Regions from separate parts of the Zea mays genome. Here regions 1 and 3 are each linked to region 2. A link is a contact called in public Hi-C data. All regions are on one chromosome and are shown on one strand. The core of a region is the stretch at or near the end of the contact, and the rest is flanking DNA. Distances in the headings are between cores, read along the strand shown.

What was found. Hi-C and Micro-C count contacts between places; a contact is called where the count stands out from the background.
Region 1: a contact with region 2 is called in a Hi-C map of tassel, with 2.1 times the contacts expected there. The contact joins the promoter of LOC103626319 here to the promoter of LOC100284504 in region 2. A contact is called at or near these places in 2 of 25 Hi-C or Micro-C datasets (ear and tassel).
Region 3: a contact with region 2 is called in a Hi-C map of tassel, with 3 times the contacts expected there. The contact joins the promoter of LOC100273201 here to the promoter of LOC100284504 in region 2. A contact is called at or near these places in 3 of 25 Hi-C or Micro-C datasets (bundle sheath, endosperm and tassel).

Annotation. Positions count from the first base shown.
Region 1 is chr5:49,404,432-49,407,131 of Zm-B73-REFERENCE-NAM-5.0, forward strand. It overlaps LOC103626319 (pentatricopeptide repeat-containing protein), which reads right to left and starts at 1,442. Exons shown (of 2, transcript NM_001364072.1): 1 at 1-1,442. The coding sequence starts at 1,399. LOC100277243 (a long non-coding RNA gene) reads left to right here and starts at 1,621. Exons shown (of 1, transcript NR_157080.1): 1 at 1,621-2,526. It overlaps LOC111589450 (small nucleolar RNA snoR20a), which reads left to right and starts at 2,599; the gene lies at 2,599-2,682.
Region 2 is chr5:49,862,177-49,864,876 of Zm-B73-REFERENCE-NAM-5.0, forward strand. It overlaps LOC100284504 (dihydroflavonol-4-reductase), which reads left to right and starts at 1,398. Exons shown (of 6, transcript NM_001157399.1): 1 at 1,398-1,753; 2 at 1,915-2,091. The coding sequence starts at 1,576.
Region 3 is chr5:50,137,184-50,139,883 of Zm-B73-REFERENCE-NAM-5.0, forward strand. LOC100273201 (50S ribosomal protein L24, chloroplastic-like) reads right to left here and starts at 1,265. Exons shown (of 4, transcript NM_001147644.1): 1 at 1,080-1,265. The coding sequence starts at 1,208. LOC100279909 (Putative beta-glucosidase 41) reads left to right here and starts at 1,584. Exons shown (of 15, transcript NM_001152861.1): 1 at 1,584-1,702.

The DNA of each region.
Region 1 (2,700 bases), core at 192-2,691, 460 kb before region 2:
CCTCTTCAACCATCCCAGTATGGCTACAAGCAAAAAGAACACCAATGAAACTGATGTAGTCTGGCTTGACCCCTCCTCTAACCATCTCATTGAACAGGCTGATGGCTCGCTCACCATGGCCATTCTGAGCACAACCACAAATCATGGCATTCCAAGTAATCATGTTGCGGACACTGCTCATTTTGAATACTCTGTAGGCATAGTCTACTGCACCACATTTTGCGTACAGGTCCACGAGTGCGGATTCAACAATGACATCTCCGCATCCTCTCATCCTCATAGAACGGCAGTGGATTTCTTTTCCTAGCTTCACTGCAGACAGACCAGCACAAGATCGCAGAAGAGTCCCTAAGCTATACCAGTCATCGTCCTGCTCCTGCATATGCATCTGTCGAAACAACGAGAGAACCTTCTCATGCTTCCCAGTTTGACAATACCCCCCAAGCAGGGCACACCATGAAACTGCATTCGGAGCCTTCATCCTGTCGAATACCTTGCGTGCATCCACCATCATACCACACTTGGCATACATGTCAAGTGTGCTGCTCTCCACGATGACGTTCCCACACAGGCCACGTGTCACAACCTGCGCGTGTGCCTCCCTACCCTGCCTCGCTCTCTTCATGTTCCCAAGCGCCGACATCATAGAGCCAAATGTGCAGCCGTCCGGCCAAACCCCATCTGTCCTGAGCATAGCCTGAAACCACCGCAGGGCCTCGTCGAACCAGTCGTTCCGCACGAATGCTGATATCAACGACGTGTAGCATATCCCATCCGGTGCGCGCATTTCCTCGAACGCCTTCCGCGCGTCGCCCGGCGCACCCGAGTGGCCGTACATGTCCACGAGCGCGCTCAGCACGACGCCATCGTCGCCGTACCCTCGCACAACGGTGGTCCCGTGCACGCAGGCTCCCGCGCGGAGGTCGTGCAGCACGGCGCACGCCTTGGCGGAGGCGGAAAGCGCGTGCGCGCTGGGGGCGACGTCGTCGTCAGCGCCGTAGCCGCCGGAGGCCATGGTCCTGAGCTGGAGGAGCGCGCGGCGCGGGAGACCCGCACGGAGGAATGCAGCGAGGACGGAGGAGTGCGCGACGACGTCGCGGCGGGGCAGGTCGTCGAACGCCCTGAGCGCGTGAGGCAGGTGGTCCGGGAGGCGGACGTAGAACGCGAGCAGCGCGTTAGCAAGGTAGCGGTCCGCGAGGAGGCCCGCACGCGCTGCGCGGGCGTGGAGGCTGTAGCCGAGGCGCGGGGGCAGCGGGCGGTGTAGGAGGACCGCGGCGAGCGGGAGCGGCGAGGAGGAAGCAGAGCCGGCGGCGAGGCGCGCGGCGGCGGGAAGGTCGCGGGACTCCAGGAGGCGGAGGACAGCACCCACGTCGTGTGGCACGGCTGGGGGCGGCGGCATCGTGTTTTGATGACGGGAGCACAGCGCGCCGGCGGCGAGGAGTCACCGCGGCCAAAAATTGCGGTTCCATCTATTCTACCTGGCGAAGCCCAAGCAGTGCAAACAGCCCACAAAAGCCCAAGCAGCGCAAAGAGGCCCATACAAATCTAGGTTTTCTTCTGTCGCAGAGCAAGAGGATATAAATAATCACCTGACGCCTGCCTCTTCCTACATAGGGTTCCGACTACTGCCGCCGACGGCGTCGATGCATCTACATATGAGTACTCTCGCCGCCTCTTTTTTTTAACTTGGATCACCTATTTTTGATTTGAACATTCAAGCTTCGTCGTGTATCAAGATTGTTTCTTTTATTTTATGTGTGGAATGGTTGATTTTTGCGATAGGAGCGGTGATGAGCAATCTTTGTGGACTAGAGTTTCTGATACTACGAAGGTAGTATTTGACGACCAAACCCTTGGCTGTCTGAGCTCCCAATTCACAGTCTTAGCCTTTTTTGCTGTTCATATATGTACTAGACTAGTGGTCTTTATTTCCTGTTATAATGCTATGGTATAGTGAGATTTTGAGCAATGATGAACAACTGTGTTTTGGACTAGAGTTTCTGATGCTACTACTTCGTTGGTGGTAGTTGAAGACCAAACCCTTGGCTGTCTGAACTCATCTCACAAACCATCATTATGCTTGTTGGTTCTTCGTAGTTATTAAAAATATATTTTGTTGCATGCGTCCATTACCAATTCCGGAGGATGATTTTGTTCCCTCACGGTATAATGGCTCGGGCGCAACATGCTATTCTCTTGATGTGCGGTCATATCCTTATTGGTTGCGTTCTTATGCCAATCCGGCCCTGGAAAGCTCGCATATAGTATTGACATGTTAAATATTCTACATTTTCCCCCATTTGTTTCAGGATCTAAATGATGTGAAACTTTGAAAGGGAAAGCGTCCAATCTGTTCGATTGTGATGTACCATGACAGTTCTTTCATATTGAATAGGAAGATCTGATAGATTCTTGAAACTTGTTTTTGATTCTTTCCTCTGTTTAGAGATGTGGATGATGACAACACAATTAAAATACAGTTATCCCTGTCTGATTCCTTCAAAAAGGGTGCTGAGAACATTTTTCTGACACATTTCTTTATTTTATTTTCAATAGTTGGTAGAAAAAATAGCTGTTTTACTATTATCGTTGATCTTGGCCTTTGATGACATGATGGTTACAGACGAGGCAAAATTTTGTCTAATCTGTTGATATTTATCATGAACTAGGACGGTCTGAGGCCATTTGGTGACATATGGG
Region 2 (2,700 bases), core at 148-2,647:
TGATATTATCGAGATGTTTGATGACGATTTTAATCTTTTGACTTGGTGGCAAGATCACAAACTGACATACCCTGCTCTTTCTATGTTGGCTAAGGATATACTAACTTTATCCGTCTCTACAATTTCATTAGAAGGTCCATTTAGTCTTACTGGCAGGATCATCAAGGAGCGTCATCGTCGTCTGACATCGGACACACGGCAGAGATGCTGACCTGTATCAAGGACTAGGAGGAGGGGAACGCAAGGACCCAACACACTGTAGAGAACAAAGAGCTTAAAGGATCGTTCTTTAAGCTTTATATTGATGATGAACCAGTTGACACTCCTGAGTCCTCTCATGCATCTCAGTCTCAGTCTCAGGCACAAATGGATCCACATGTAGATGCTTAATCTCAATTAGCTAGTGTAAATTTGTAATAGCTATATATCTATATAGACATGTGTGCCTATATGATTGTATAAGAACTATGAACTGTGATGTATATGTATAGGAAAACACGGGCTGGAAATGAACCAAGCTCGCCTCAGCTCGGCCTTTGCACTACAGGCCAACCGGGCTGACCGTGCTGGCATGGGTGCCCAAACAACAGACTCAGACAGTCAGACAGCTGTCCGGCCATAGACAACTTCGTGCACGTGCCGAGAAACAACAAAGTTTCTCCAGGTGACACGACGGCGACGACCGTACGTGGAATCCAAGCTAGCACACGTACTCCGCATCCTGAGCCGAGAGAGAAAAAACTGGACGAGTACGAGTACGATGCATACGTGTCCATGTGGAAGCGTGCTGAGGAGTTTTCGCTGCACTGTGCCGTGGCGTAGGCACCATGCCGATCGAGAGGCTTCGCGGCGGTCGGGCTTTTGCTCGGCGCCTGTCCGCCCGGTCGTCATTGCCTGCCGCTGCCGGCGAGGCTGGTGCAGCGGCTATTGCTCGTGAGTGGGACAGGCAATATCGTAAGAGCCGGGTCAGGCCGCCTGAACGTGGACGGCACCCATACCCAGGTGAGCTCACGATAGGAAGAGAGAAAGAGGGGATGTGGAGATATGGGCACGTCGTCTTCGATGTGTGCCAAGATAAACTCTGCACGACTGTAAATGGTTCAGCGATGATGGACCTATTAGCGCTGGCACTCTCGAGATCTGGTGTGCGTGGCCTCAGTTTTGGTGATCTGCGATGCGGACGCGATGAATGTCGCATGACTTGTCTGCTAGCTTGTTGCAAGTATACTTACTATATACTATGTACTGTATAAAAATGGATCCGAGACAGTCCATATCCCGGGACACGTACGTACGTACGTACATGATCCCTGTAACCCACCACATCCAGTGGCAGTGCTGCCGGCTCGCTTCATCAATTTTAGAATGGTAACAGAGCCTATCAGCTCTGTTCCCCCAGTAGACACCTAAACTTTGCCACATAGCCAATAACGGATCGGATCGCCTTCGTACTTTTCCTACTTGCTATCTCCAGCGCTAGGCTATCAGCTAGCACTAGCAGCGCCGTCACTGTTCGAAGAGATCAGCGCAGCGAACTCGCAGCCGAGAGATCGATCGAGGCCGGCCGGGGCCGAGATGGGCAGCGTCGGCGTCGGTTGCGGCTCGCCGGACGAGGAGCAGCAGACCGAGGGCAGTGGCCCTCTGCCGCCGCCGGCTGTCTGCGTCACGGGGTCCACCGGCTACGTCGGCTCCTGGCTCGTCCGCACGCTGCTGCGGCGAGGCTACCGCGTCCACGCCACCGCCAGGGACACAGGTATGTATGTATGTATGTACACACGGCGCGCGCGCGTGCGTGCGTCGGCGCTGCACATGGCCGAATAACTCTGATGTTGGCGCTGACCATATGGCCGAGCTCTGATGCCGGCGGCGTTGCGCGCGCGGTGCACCGGTGCCGGTGGTGTTGCACGCACGCAGGCAAGGCCTTGCAGGTGCTCGCCGTCGTGGAAGAAGGGAGGGACCGGCTCAGGGTGTTCAGGGCCGACATGGGCGAGGAAGGGAGCTTCGACGCCGCCGTCACGGGATGCGTGGCGCTCTTCCACGTCGCGGCCTCCATGGACCTCCACGTATCACCCGCCCATCAGGACAACCTCGGTGAGTCGTTGTGAACTTGTGATACAATACAGATACACATGTGAAGTTGTCGACAGCAGCGCGGCTAGCTCAGTTCACTCCATCCGTTCTGCGCAAATGCATGCTCCAAGTCATAAATACTGATACAGTCTGAAAATCTATCTACTCCCCCCCCCCCCCCCCCCCCTGCACATATAAAAACATGCGTTACAATATTATTAGGAACAAATTTTATTAAATAAATCTTCAAAACTACATACCACACTAATTTTTAAGTTACTTGCCTATACATTGCAACAAAAATCAATCAATTAGTATAGGAACCAGAATACGTAAAAATCTTTGATTTTTAGTACCGGTATGGGTTTTCTTGAGTACCAGTATGTAGCAGGCGATTATTTTAACTAAAAATACCACTGGCACTTTATAACTAAATTCGTCTGTAAAAATTAAACACCACTGTGGGTTTAGAGCTCTTTTCTACTAGTGGTTTTAAGTTTGTTCTAAGTTAAACTATTTAAATTTTGACAAACAATATATATAAATTGAATTATTTTAAACTAAAGGAATTATCTATTATGTCTATTATGTTAGATCAAGTCATAATAAATCTAGTAAATTTACTTTTAT
Region 3 (2,700 bases), core at 15-2,514, 270 kb after region 2:
ATAAAGATGACACAGAAAAGAAAGCAGGGTTCAAATACAAACATCATTATGCTCATAATACACTATTTGGCGCCAAATTTTGTTTCCAGTTAGTCATATGTATTGTGTGATGTGGGGTAATTCAGGCATAAATATATATAAACAAAATCAGTGGCACATTGAGGGCAACATAATTTCTTCAGTTGACATTTTGACCGCTTCAAAAGCAACATAATTTCCTCAGTTAACAAACTAAATAAAGAGTACTCGAACAAATTTTACCACATGAAACACAGCATACTCTCTATTAGCACTAAAAGGCAAACATGTGCATAGTTGTATATGCAAAAAGGACAATACCGGATTACCAATGACAAAGGAAATTCTCTTACTTAAATTAATCCCAATCAGTTAATCTATTTGGCGCACTCAAATCTTACCATTTAAGCTTCCATGCAAGATAAAAATAAAAAAAGAAGGTAGACGAAATTCAATATGGACACGGTCTAAATTTAGTGTGTGTCGTGGAGCAAATAGAAACTTAATGTAATATGAAATCTAATAAGGGCGAGTTTGGCATAGTTCTACTCCAAAACTTTGGGTGAAGTATATCTGCTCCGAAGTGTAGATTGCTTTCTCATAACCAGTGCATTGGATGTGTCTTGATTGTTTTTGAAGGATTTTTCAAAGTAGCAAAAAATGTACTCCAAAAAATTATACTACAACTCTCAAAACTCTATAGAGTTTGCAACTCTAGAATTAGGGTGTTTAGTTGACTTTGTCCAGGTCTTCCTTAAAGTTTTGCTCTAGAGTGATGTCAAACACCCCTAAACATAGTCATATTAGAAGCCTGGTTTGTCATCCTTGAAAATGCACAATTAATAACAATGCAAAGGTAATTTTCCATTTCATTGCATCCAATCCATACAGACTAGCTCCAAAACCGTAATGCAAGCTCGAATGTCCCTAGAACAATTCCATCCGACCGCGCTTTGCAACGCTATCCAGAAACTCCAGAGTAAAATCTTTCACCAGAACAGCTACTTATTATCTACCAAACCATCAGCAGAACGGAACGGAATTGGGAAGCAGGAACAGACCCCAGGCTGCGGCGCGGAGTAGGTGGCGAGCCGGTTGCCCCAGAAGCTGCTGCTGCTCGCCGTCGCCGCGCCTAGCGCGGAGATGGAGAGCGACGCCATGGCGCCCTGCAGCGATGCCATCCCAGCCATCCTCTCGCCGCTCTCCCTCTCTCACTGGACTTGCTCAGCGCCCAAACTGCTCAAAGGATAACGCACGCGGCTTCTTCGAGTTGCCCGGAACCGGAAGAGAGAGGATAACGCGCTCTTGTATTCTGACGCTGGTGGGTTGGGCCTCGTCACTAAATGAGACAGGCCTCAGGTGAGGCACAGATGGGCCTGGAAGACGCTTAGGTGATCCAGTGAGGCCCATGGGTGCTCGTTCTACCGCCGTGAGAGGCTACAGGCTAGGGCCTCGGCTCCACGAGCGAGCTCCGCACGCATCAGCTGATCAGCATCACTGCATCAGCTATCAGGACGACAGGACGAGGACGGCGGGGTCAAGGCTCTCTTTCTCTCTCCCTCCCTCTCTGCGTGTCTCCTCGCACGCTACGCGAGGCCACGCGAGATTGCTTGGGAGATGCGTGCCCGCCTCCAGATTCCCCGTTCCAGCGCCGAGGCGCGCAAGCTACGCGACGGTTGCTGAGGCAAGCGAACCCCCTACTCCAGTTTTTCACTTTGCTGTTGTGTAAAATAAAATTCGCGTTACAGAGACAGAGACAGTTTGGGCGATGGAGGGTAGGTGGATGGCGGTGACATCGAAGCTTTGCGCTTTTGCTGCTGCAGGTCCCATCCTGCACCGAGAAAGGGTGGGATGTCAATCGGATTTCTCTATTGCAAATCATGGTTGCAAGTTAGACGTGTTTACCTCAGATCTTTTTCTCCAGAGACATTGGGTATCTCTTTTCTCATAGTGGACTACATTTCTCCCCCTCGAAGTCAATATCTCTTTCTTCGACTTTTCATTGCTGGCAGTTCTGCGCATGTCCTAAATCCTTGAATCATAGTAGGACATCCATGACAGATCACATAAACAACACGGCCAATACATCACTGGGCAGTTGGGCCTCGGCTCCTATCGCCGTCATCTAACTACCATCTAGGGAATCAGGAATGGTCCTGCCGTGCAAGCAAACCTTTAACGTTCCCCATGGGATAAGCATGTGACTATGCAAATGCCCGACACAAATTATATCTTATTATGGTTAAGAATCTTGTGTTTATTTTTCTCTTTCTCCTTTTCTATTCGCCACATGTGTTGAGATAACTATGCAAATCGTGACATGAAGTTTTGTTTCTATGTGGCGCTACCAAACAAAATGGATAAGGAAATGTGTGGCTTTTTTCCATGATAATTGCGACAGTTTCATTTCGTAGCTATCTGTTCCTCGTGGCCATAGTAATGCTTTGCACTTTGTTAATTTTGTAAGAAAAGAAATGGCATGATCTAATAATAAGGCCTTCTCTCTATGTGGCTAACTGGCAAGGGCTTAGCAATCCTCCCCCTTTCTAACTATAACCTTTTAAGGCATGGATGCTGGAGTGCTGGGCAAAACTCAATCTGTCTGGGCAAAGCTCTACTTGCTTGCGACACTCCAGATGTGGACCATTTTTTTTCACAGGTTTCGGAGCTAGACATGTCAAG